2 separate regions of the Danio rerio genome follow, and region 1 is linked to region 2. The links are chromatin contacts, called in public Hi-C maps. All regions are on one chromosome and are shown on one strand. The core of a region is the stretch at or near the end of the contact, and the rest is flanking DNA. Distances in the headings are between cores, read along the strand shown.

Region 1 (5,006 bases), core at 4-2,503, 140 kb after region 2:
TTGATCCAAGAATGCAATACCTAGTTCAACCACTGGGTGTCAAACTTGCATACTGCACCTTTAAATGAGGAAAAGAAAGATGAGATATGGATGTCACTCTGTAGAAATAGTGAATTAAACTGCACAACCCAAAAGCAATGCTAATCAAAAGGATAAGAGTCGGCTCTCTACAGAACTAATATGATTCATTTAATTTGACTTGACGTTTTTGCATTTATGAAGATAAAGCTTCATTATGGATGTGACATCTCTCAGTTATGGATAGATCTCTCCATTATGGATAGGACCAATGTGAAATTGCCACTTGTGTGACTTTAATAAATCAAATATACTTATTTTTTCATGGCGAGGTGGACATTTGCATGGAATTGCTCACATAAAGAACATTTAGTTCACTGTAAATAATCTCAAAGATCAAAACACAGTGCAATAACTGTATATCCATCAGCCTATTGTCTCTCGACACAAGACTTTCTGCATCTGCTTTGGTAAAAACGCTCCTGCTGCATCAGGTTGTGTTGACTCATTAGATTGAGGTTTGTGGTTTGACCTTTCTAGCTTCATGTCAATCCAGTTTGGCTTCAGCTGTAAGTTTGAAAAGCCAAGCAACGCCACATCTGACCACATGTCTTCTGCTCACAAAGACCAAGATCATTTATAGGGTGATTAAGTCACACATGATCCTTCGGAAATCATCTAATATGCTGATTTGATGATCAATAATGCTGAAAACTATTCATATTTTTGTATATATTTATATATAATAAGCTTTGTGGAACATGGCAACACTTTTAAATAAGGGTCCATTAGTCAATGCATTTACTAACATGAACAAACTAGTAATGCAATTAGTAAGACAATTATTACAGTATTTATTCATCTGTGTAAACATTAGTTAAGTTAATAAAGTTAGTTCATTTGAATGCGCTGTGCAATAACTAAAGTTAACATGCACAACTTTAGATTTTTAATAATGCATTAGTTGATGTTAAACTATAATAATTAAATGCTTTACAAGATTATTCATGCTTAGTTAATGTTAATAAATACATTAACTAATGGACCATTATTCTAAAGTGTTCCCTGTAGCTTTTAATTAACCACATTACCCAAGGTACAATATGTGCACATGCCACTGTGGTAAAAGAAGCTGCTGTCTCTCCTTGATAATGTTATCCTATAGGATGTGTGTCAATCGACTCTATTTTAAAAGATATGGATGGATAACTTTCGAAACTTGCGGCTGTTGTCAGAGAGGTCACGCAGGACGCTCTGGCCTGATAATGAGGGGTCTGAATGAGGAACTGTGTAAAGTAAGGGGCCGGCTGAGGTCTGATCTTCCCTATTTCTGAACCGTAAAGCGGAACGCACAAATACAGGAATTTACAACATTCATATTGCAATAACACAGTAATATAAAAAGCAAATCCTCCTATATTTACAAATAAAAATGTGTTATAGGTGATTCTCACAAAGTCTGAACATAAAACAACTTTTAGAACAACCAAATTTATAGAATTTAAGTTTTATTTTGTATTTATAATTTTTTAATTATTATTTTTAAGGCACTTTGGTCAATTGTTTGGATAAACGAATGAAGACAAATAAACTGACTAAATAATAACAAACAAAATTTTAACAACATTTATTTTGTTCCACTGAACAAACTGATCATATGAATGTTTATGACACAATTATAATGGTCTAATGAAGATCATGTTTATAACAGATTTATGACAAGTTGTATGATCTTGGTAATGTCAAGTTCATTTATTCATTTTCCTTCAGCTTAGTCCCTTATTTATTAGGGCTTGCCACAGCAGAATGAACCACCAAAGATTCCAGCAGATGCCCTTCCAGCCAGAACCCAGTACTGGAAAACACCCATACACACTCATACACACACACACACTGTTACACTATGGCCAATTTTAGTCCAACAATTTCCCTTTAGTGCATGAATTTGGACTGTATAGGGGAAACCGAAGCACCTGGAGGAAACCCACACCAACACGGGGAGAACATGCAAACTCCACACAGAAATGTCAACTGGTCGAGCCAGGACTCGAACCAGCAACCTTCTTGCTATGAGGCAAAAGTGCTAACCAGACATCTAAAACAATGTCATTACTGAATTTAAAATGACAAAAACTGAGCAAATGAGTCATAAGCATGCATACAATCTCATTCATGTTCATCAGGTGTTATGTCATAATCATAAAGGTGTCACGGCAGATCTATGAACACCCCGTTAACTGTGAATTTGATAGTATTTCATCAAAATACCTATGTTTCTATGCATTAATTAATTTGTTTGTATATGTATTTGGTTATTTAAATTTTATTCATGTATTTATTTGTATCATGTCAAGATTGAAATACATATGCATGTATGCATTTTTACATTTTTATTTATGCATCATGCATTTGTTTTATTTCTATGTACTTATTTGATTGCATATGTTTTATGTATTTATTTGTTTTCATTTTATTTATTCATTTGAACATTTATTTATGTATTTATTTATTTGTTTGTTTATTAATGTATTTATTTATTTGCATTTTATTTATGCATGTATGCATTTATTTATCATTTATCTATTTGTTTGTTCATTTTTTGGGTCATGTCTTGATTATAAAGGTGTCATGAAGGATTTTTGAACAACCTGGAAAAGTTTTTGTTTTATTTGCATGCACTTGTTTTATTGCATATGTTTAAGTTTTATTTGTTTCCATTGTATTTATTTATTTAATCATTTCTTTGTGTATTTATTTAATTTTTTATTTATTTGTTTGTTTATGTATTTATTTACATTTATTAATGCATGTATGTATTTATTTATTGTGTCATATCATGATTATAAAGGTTTCATAACAGATTTACAAACAACCTACCTGTGAATTTAATATTCTTTTAGCAAAACAAATATGCATGTATGTATTTATTGATCACTTATCTATTTGTTTGTTCATGTATTTGTTTGTTTACATTTTATTTATTTATTGTGTCATGTCATGATCATAAAGGTGTCATCACTGATTTATAAACAACCTGTTACCTCTGAATTTTATATTCTTTTAGCAAAATAATAAGCAGGTGTGTATTTTTATATATTATTTATTTATGCAGTTTCTTATGTATTTGTTTTATTTTTATGTACTTATTTGATTGCATGTTTTATGTATTTATTTATTTGTTTCCATTTTATTTATTTATTTATTATTATTTTTATGTATTTGATTATTTGTTTATTCATTTAATTTTTTGTTTATTTACATTTTAAGTATGTATGTGTGTATGTATTTATTGTGTCATGTCATGATTATAAAGGTGTTATGATTCATGAACCTGCTACCTCTAAATTTTAGATTCTTTTATCAAAATAAATATGCATGAATGCATGTATGTATTTATCATTTACGTATGTATTTATTTAGTTAGTTTGTTTACATTTAATTAATTAATTTATTTATTTATTGTGTCATGATATGATTATAAAGGGGTCATGACAGATTTATGAACAACCTGCTATTTTGCTAAAAGAATACAAACGCAGGTATGTATTTATATATATAATCTATTTAAGCAGTTACTTATATTTGTTTGTTTGTATTGTATGTACATATTTGATTGTATACATTTTATTTATTTCATTTATTTGTAAATTTATTTCTTTATTATTTATTTGTTCACATTTTATTTATTTAGTTCTTAATGTATGTATTATTTATTTGATTATTTTTTAGGCATTTATTTGCTTGCTTGCTTGCTTGTTAAAAAATGACCTGAGTTGCATAAACATAATTGTTAAAAACAATGTAGACCGCTTATGCTGGTTAGAAAACTGAGCTGGTTGACCCATGAAGTCAAGCTGCTTAGTCTAGTTCAGAAGTTTGGACAGCAGTATCACACGAGCATCCAAGATGTCAGTTTGAGCAGGTATATTATTACCAGAGGACGCTCTGACAGCGAGCCAATTCTCCACTGTCCCTCTACACCAAATCACCCTCATCCTTGTCACCAGAGCCGGTCCAGAGTGCCGTTTCTCGCAGACACTTGAGCGAGACGCCCCTGCTGGAGACCCTAATTAAAGCCTAGCTCCTCAAAGAGATATGACTGGTAACCCAAGGCTGAAATATGTATCTGAAGCATATTTAATAAATTATGCATCCCTTATTTACTAATGGGCTATCGACTGCCGGGCCGCTGAGCCTGATAGGATGTCAGCGAGTCGAGAAGAGGATGAAAAGCTGGAAGACAGTAGGAAGAGAGAGACGGCACTTAAAAGCGTCTCACTTCTCCCTTTGGGACGCGCCAACAGAGACATTGTTTCACTCGTTTCTCCTCTCCATCTCGCTCTCTCCGTTGTTCTTTGGGTTTCAGCTTGTTTAAAATGGAAAGTGAGATTTTTGTTTCAAATGGGATCGCTTACGTTCCACTCTAAACAACTTTTTAAGCATGACATCTGGGTTTTTAAGTTGTCAGGTTGGGTTTGGTTATCACCGATTCAAGATTGAGCATCCAGAGTTATAAATCACTATATGTGGCTTGAGGTTGCTCATAGCTCTCAATTGTTTAAAGATGACCTATTATGCCCCTTTTTACACGGTGGAAAATGTGTCTCTGAGGTCTCTAGAGTGTGTGTGTGTGTGTGTGTGTGTGTGTGAAATTTCAGCTCAAAATATCACACAAATAATGTTTTACAACTCTCTAACACTGACGCTTTTATGCTTTGATCCTAATTGTGGCGTTTTGGTGACTGTCGCTTTAAATTCAAATGAGATTGTGCTCTTTTCAAAAGAGGGCGGAGCTCCAAATGCCTATGGGACAGCATAATGGTAGAATAAAAAAATGAGACTAACATTCTATGCAAATGAGGGAGAGGTGGTCAGTAGTGGGCGGGGCTTTCCCCTGATTACACGTACAGGAATGTCAAAGTATTTCTGCAGACTGTGTTTATAGTGTGTGATTATAAAAAATAAACAATACATGTTTACCATTAGAA
Region 2 (5,410 bases), core at 2,581-5,080:
AGAAAAAGCTGACAATGTTACATCTGCAAAACATAAATGTAATATTATTTTAAAAATATACATTTTAATGCATAGATCTAATACTAAAACAAGAGTAAATGTGCAATCTCTGGCAACGTCTTGCATTGGTCAGCAGTTTTTTATGCAAAATAATTAGTTCAAGTAAAATTATTGATGTATTCAACATTAACATCCTACTTATTATTATATTACAACATTATTATTTTATTTTTAATGCAATTTTCAATCACATTGGGTAAAAAAAAACTACCAAAATAATGCAAAACAATTTGTTGTAGTAAAATGAACGTTGTATACACCATAATTATCCTACTTATGATTATATTACAACATTATTATCTTACTTTCAATGAAATTTTCAATAAAATAATGACCAGAAAACACAACTCAATCATAGTAAAAGCAAAGAAAGCTGACATGTTACATCTGTTAAACATAAGACATTTCAAAAATATACATTTTAATGCATATAGCTAATACTAAAACAAGAGTAAATGTGCAATATCTGGCAACGTCTTCTATTGCTCAGTAGTTTTCTATGCAAAATAATTAGTTCTAGTAAAATGAACGACGTATTCAACATTATTATCCTACTTATTATTATATTACAACACTATTTTTGTACTTTTAATGCAATTTTTAATCACATTAGGTCAGAAAACCTACTCAATTGTAGTAAAAGCTAGTAAAAGCTTACATGTTACATCTATATTTTAATAGAGAGTTCCAGTGCTGACATAAGATTAAGTTAGGCATCAATGTCTCGCATTGCTCAGCAGTTTTCTACATATTCAGCATTATTATCTTACAATTTCAATGCAGTTTTACATTAAACTGGGCCAGAAAGCACCATTCAATCATAGTAAAATCCCAGCAGTGCTCTCCTTTTACAAGCTTTATTATTTCATTCACTTCACATCACTCTTTTAGCAGTATTGTCACTACTTCTCATGCTTAGCTATGCTCACAGCATGCTTTGGTTGTAGGAATCAGTTTTGCTCATGCACTGCTTTTTAAAGGATAGTTTAACACTGCTGTTACCACGGTGGAGGACTTCCGTGCAGAGAAAAAAACAGGCAAAAGGAGCGTCAGACATCGCAGCGGCCCGCGGTTATTCGGCCAACCACAATCGATGCCACATGAGTGCGGTTAAAACCCGTCTCCAAAACCTGCGCTCCCTCCAAACACACAGCCCAATATAAACACAACCACTACATCAGGCTAAAACTGGAGTTTGTTGATGGCTGGTTGGTGTGAGAGAGATGAGGTGTGGAAAAGCGGCAGACGTGCATTTGCAGAAATTCAGGAGCAACAGAAATATCACAACTATAATAATCACTCTTTTCAGGTGTGGCTGGAGAAAATCCTTTTGTTTAATTATTATTTGTATGACTGTTGGTTGTTTTTCTCTCTTGTTTAAATGTCTAATTGCCAAAAGGTTTATGATTGTAAATAAAAAAGTGTATCTACAAGTGAATGTCTGCTAAATTGTCTAATATTAAAAACATTTACACTAAAAATCACTATTTTAGGAGAACACATTGTAAATAAATGGTGGGTTCAACACAAATAATTCAATTTGCTCTATTAAGTTAATTAATTTTTTATTTAATTTGTTTTTTTTTAATACATTGACTCAGCTTTTTTTTGTTTATTGACATTATTATTATTATTATATATTGACCAAAAATTTCCTAAGCTAATTTTTTAATTGAATTTATTTACTTATTTATTTAATTTCATTTCTTGGAACTTGATCTTGCCAACTTTTTTGTTTATTGACATTATCATTATCATCATTTTGTTATTTTTCTGGCATTTTTATTATTACCCTATATATTTAGTGTATATTTTTTACATTTTTTTTTTTTTTTTACAAATTTAAGTGGAATAAACAAAATAATTACCCCCCCCCCCCCCAAAACAAAAAAAATCAAGAATTGTGTTGCTTTAACTCATTTTAAATAAGTAGTCTGAACAAACGGCAGACTCAATTGAGTGCACAAAGACTTGAATAATAAAATAAAAAAATAGCTTATATAAAAAATAAGAATAATGTTAATTAACAAAACAGTTGACATAAGTTCAAGCTGCAAGAAATAGAAAAAACAGATAATTATTAAATATTAAATATACATACCACTTTAAATTATATATATATATATATATATATATATATATATATATATATATATATATATATACATACACAACATATATATATATATATATATATATATATATATATATATATATATATATATATATATATATATAAATAAACACACACACATCTGTCCCAAAATCTGATGTTTTATTTTAAGTGTCTTACTAATAATCACTTCAGCTACGTGTTTATTTAATGTACAAACTACTTCACATGTAATATAATATTTGCATTACAGAATGTTCTTTTGACCCGAATAAAACCAGTTTCTATAAAAAGGTTGAAATGTAATAGCCTATTGTATTTACGAAAATAAATAAATAAATAAAATTGATGAAAATATCATCTTTCATCCCAGTTCTTTTTCATGGTTTTCTTTTGTCGTGACAAGGCATTTTGTTTACACCATCCACACTGACCAAAATTCTTAAAAAAATATAATTAAATATCAGATGTTTATATTATACACATTATATATATATATATTTCTTTTTTTCCCCTCAAATTTTAAGACAGTTTGAGATTATTTTGGTATTTTTAGTTTAGTTTTTAGTTATTCTTGAGGTCTTTTAGGGTTTGTAGATATATATAAAAAACTCACCAACAGTAATAAAAAATCACTTTAATTTCAGGAATTTGATTAAGTTTATCATGGAAAATATATACCTACATAAAAAAATAATAAAATAATATACTTTTTTGTACTTTCATTATTTTATTTTGTAGTTTTCATTAATCTGCATTTTCTGAATAACACATTATATCTCTCCATCAGTTTCCATTGTATTACTCTTTTTAGTTAGTTAATGCATTTATTAATTCAATTTCCTCATTTCCAATTTTACTGCAATACTATTTTTGAACTACTTTCTTGATCAATTTGCATTTCATATTCTGGCATTTTCTGTGCAGTTCAATAACAGGCAAACAGAACTACACTTTTTAATGTACAAATCATGGCATCATTAATAAGGTTGAGGTTACAGGTTTTATTCTCTACACAGTTCAATAATAAGCAAACAATACTAAACTTAAACTGACTTTTTTACGTAAACAGTTTTTTGATGAACATGAATGTCACATTACCATCAATATAAAGGTAGAGGTTACAGGTTTAATTATTTCTGCAGTTTAATCATACGCAAACAGAACTGATTTCAGCTTTTGACGTCGCATTATTAGGGTTGAGGTTACAGGTTTTCGTGATTAGTAACTGTAATAAACATTCAGACGTGATGAAACATGACGCGTAAAAATAGCCCCGTGAACGCGCGAGTGACTGTCCCGATCTGAGAAGCGCTCTTACCGTATTTGGCGTCCCAAAGAAAAACCATTTGGTATGTTTTTGTCTCCGTGAGTTTCGGGATGGGGATCCACAGCTCTTAACAACCCTGCTGTTCGGTGTGAAGTGGGCTGAACTCAGATCAGTTTTTACGCAGATGCTGTTCCTCTTTCAGCAGAAATCATCATCGGCCACGCGCGTATCCTTTAGAAAGTTAGAGCGCGCACCTGACGCAAACACTTTCGCTTTCTTTAACTGACTACAAAAGTACTAGCTGGGTTAAAAAAACTAAAAAAGAAGGACCAGTGAGAGAAAGTGCTGTTCCTGGATCAGATGATGCGCTGTGAATGAATCTCCGGCAGCGACGCGCTTTTACTGGCAATGGGCAGCGCAGGAACGCCAGCCAGGACAGCCAATTTGCATACGCCAAACCCCTGGAGCGCTATCATTGGATAGCGATGACAGACCTCGATGGGCTCGACCAATCAGAGGTCAGACCGAATTGGGGGGGAGAAATGGGTCTAAGCAGTCAATGGAATTCCTCGCGCGTGGTTGTTGCTAGAAGGGATACAGCTGCGGCTTGAAGTAAACGGGAATTATTTATCGAATAAATGAACTCAGCCATCCCAGTAATGTAAAACCAGCAATTATACCGAGTATTATTATTAAATTACCCATTAAATTGCATTTTATTAACGTCCAAACCAGCTCAGTAATGTAAAAACAGTGATTATTACAAAGTAATATTCCTATTATTTATTAAAATATAATTTAAAAGTATTTTATTAACGTCTTCACCAACCCCAGCCATCACAGTAATGTAAACCAGTAATTAAACAGAGTATTATTGGTGTTTTTCATCAAATTACCCATTAAATTGTATTTTATTAATGTCTACCTCTTCCCCAACCCTAACAGTAATGTAAAAACATAATTATACAGAGAATTATTTATATTATATATTAAATTACCAATTATTTTTTAATTAATAATGTCTACCTCTACTCTAACCCTCACAGTAATGTAAAAATAATAATTATTATAGTAAAGTGTCACTAAAATTAAGGTTTGCTGATGTTGATGAACAGCTGTATTCCTTCTAGATTTCTTCAGTCACTGTTTAATTTACGGCCAAACCTTTCAGAAATAAAGTAAATACACCAAATATTCTTAAAGTATAATCATTATTAATTATTTATGTTTATCATCTTTATTCAATTTGTGTATATTTAAAGTATTATCATATAAACATGTTTGGAAACAGTGTGCAGGATTGTGTTTGCTAATAGCTGATTGTTTTGTACCAGCAGATTTTGTTTTGTATTTTTTTATCAGAAGGAACATGATATCAGCAGAACAAGCAGAAAAGCTTCAAAACGCCAGCCTGTTCGTCTCACTGACGCAATGCTGATCATTCAAACCACAGTTCAGTAAACTAATATATATATATACACATATTATTAATAAAATAAGATAATAATAAAACTACCAGAAAACTATGAAAATATTATAACAGTGACGATCATAAACAAAAAAGTTGACACAATATCAAGTTCCAAGAAATCAAAATAAATAAATTAATTAAATAGAAATTTGTCTAATGGAATAATAAATAAAAATAATAAATTATAATATTAATAAATAAAATAAATAAATAATAATAATATAATAAAAACAATATTACTAATAAATAAATTAATTCATTTATTTTCTTTTCAACTTAGTCTCTTCATTAATCTGGGGTCGCCACAGCGGAATGAACCGCCTACTTATCCAGCACATTTTTACGCAGCGGATGCCCTTCCAGCCCATCACTGGGAAACTAATAAATAAAAATAATAATAAATAATAATGATAATAAATAATATTATTAATAAATAAAAAGAAATAATAAAAATAATAATATAATGATAATAATACTATTAATAAATAATAATAAT

The links. Hi-C and Micro-C count contacts between places; a contact is called where the count stands out from the background.
Region 1: a Hi-C map of an unstated tissue shows a contact between it and region 2, with 4 times the contacts expected there. The contact joins the enhancer-like site here to the promoter of runx1 in region 2. A contact is called at or near these places in 2 of 18 Hi-C or Micro-C datasets (caudal fin and an unstated tissue) and 1 of 4 datasets of contacts at active chromatin or transcription factors (caudal fin).

What each region holds. Positions count from the first base shown.
Region 1 is chr1:2,221,013-2,226,018 of GRCz12tu, forward strand. It overlaps a transcript of runx1 not described here. Among named protein-coding and RNA genes, the nearest start is that of mir459, 37 kb to the right of the region's middle. Within about 2 kb of position 1,254, at least 4 of the 62 cell types and tissues checked have an H3K27ac peak or open chromatin away from gene starts, as enhancers often do.
Region 2 is chr1:2,083,010-2,088,419 of GRCz12tu, forward strand. runx1 (RUNX family transcription factor 1) reads right to left here and starts at 3,831. Exons shown (of 7, transcript NM_131603.3): 1 at 3,495-3,831. The coding sequence starts at 3,522.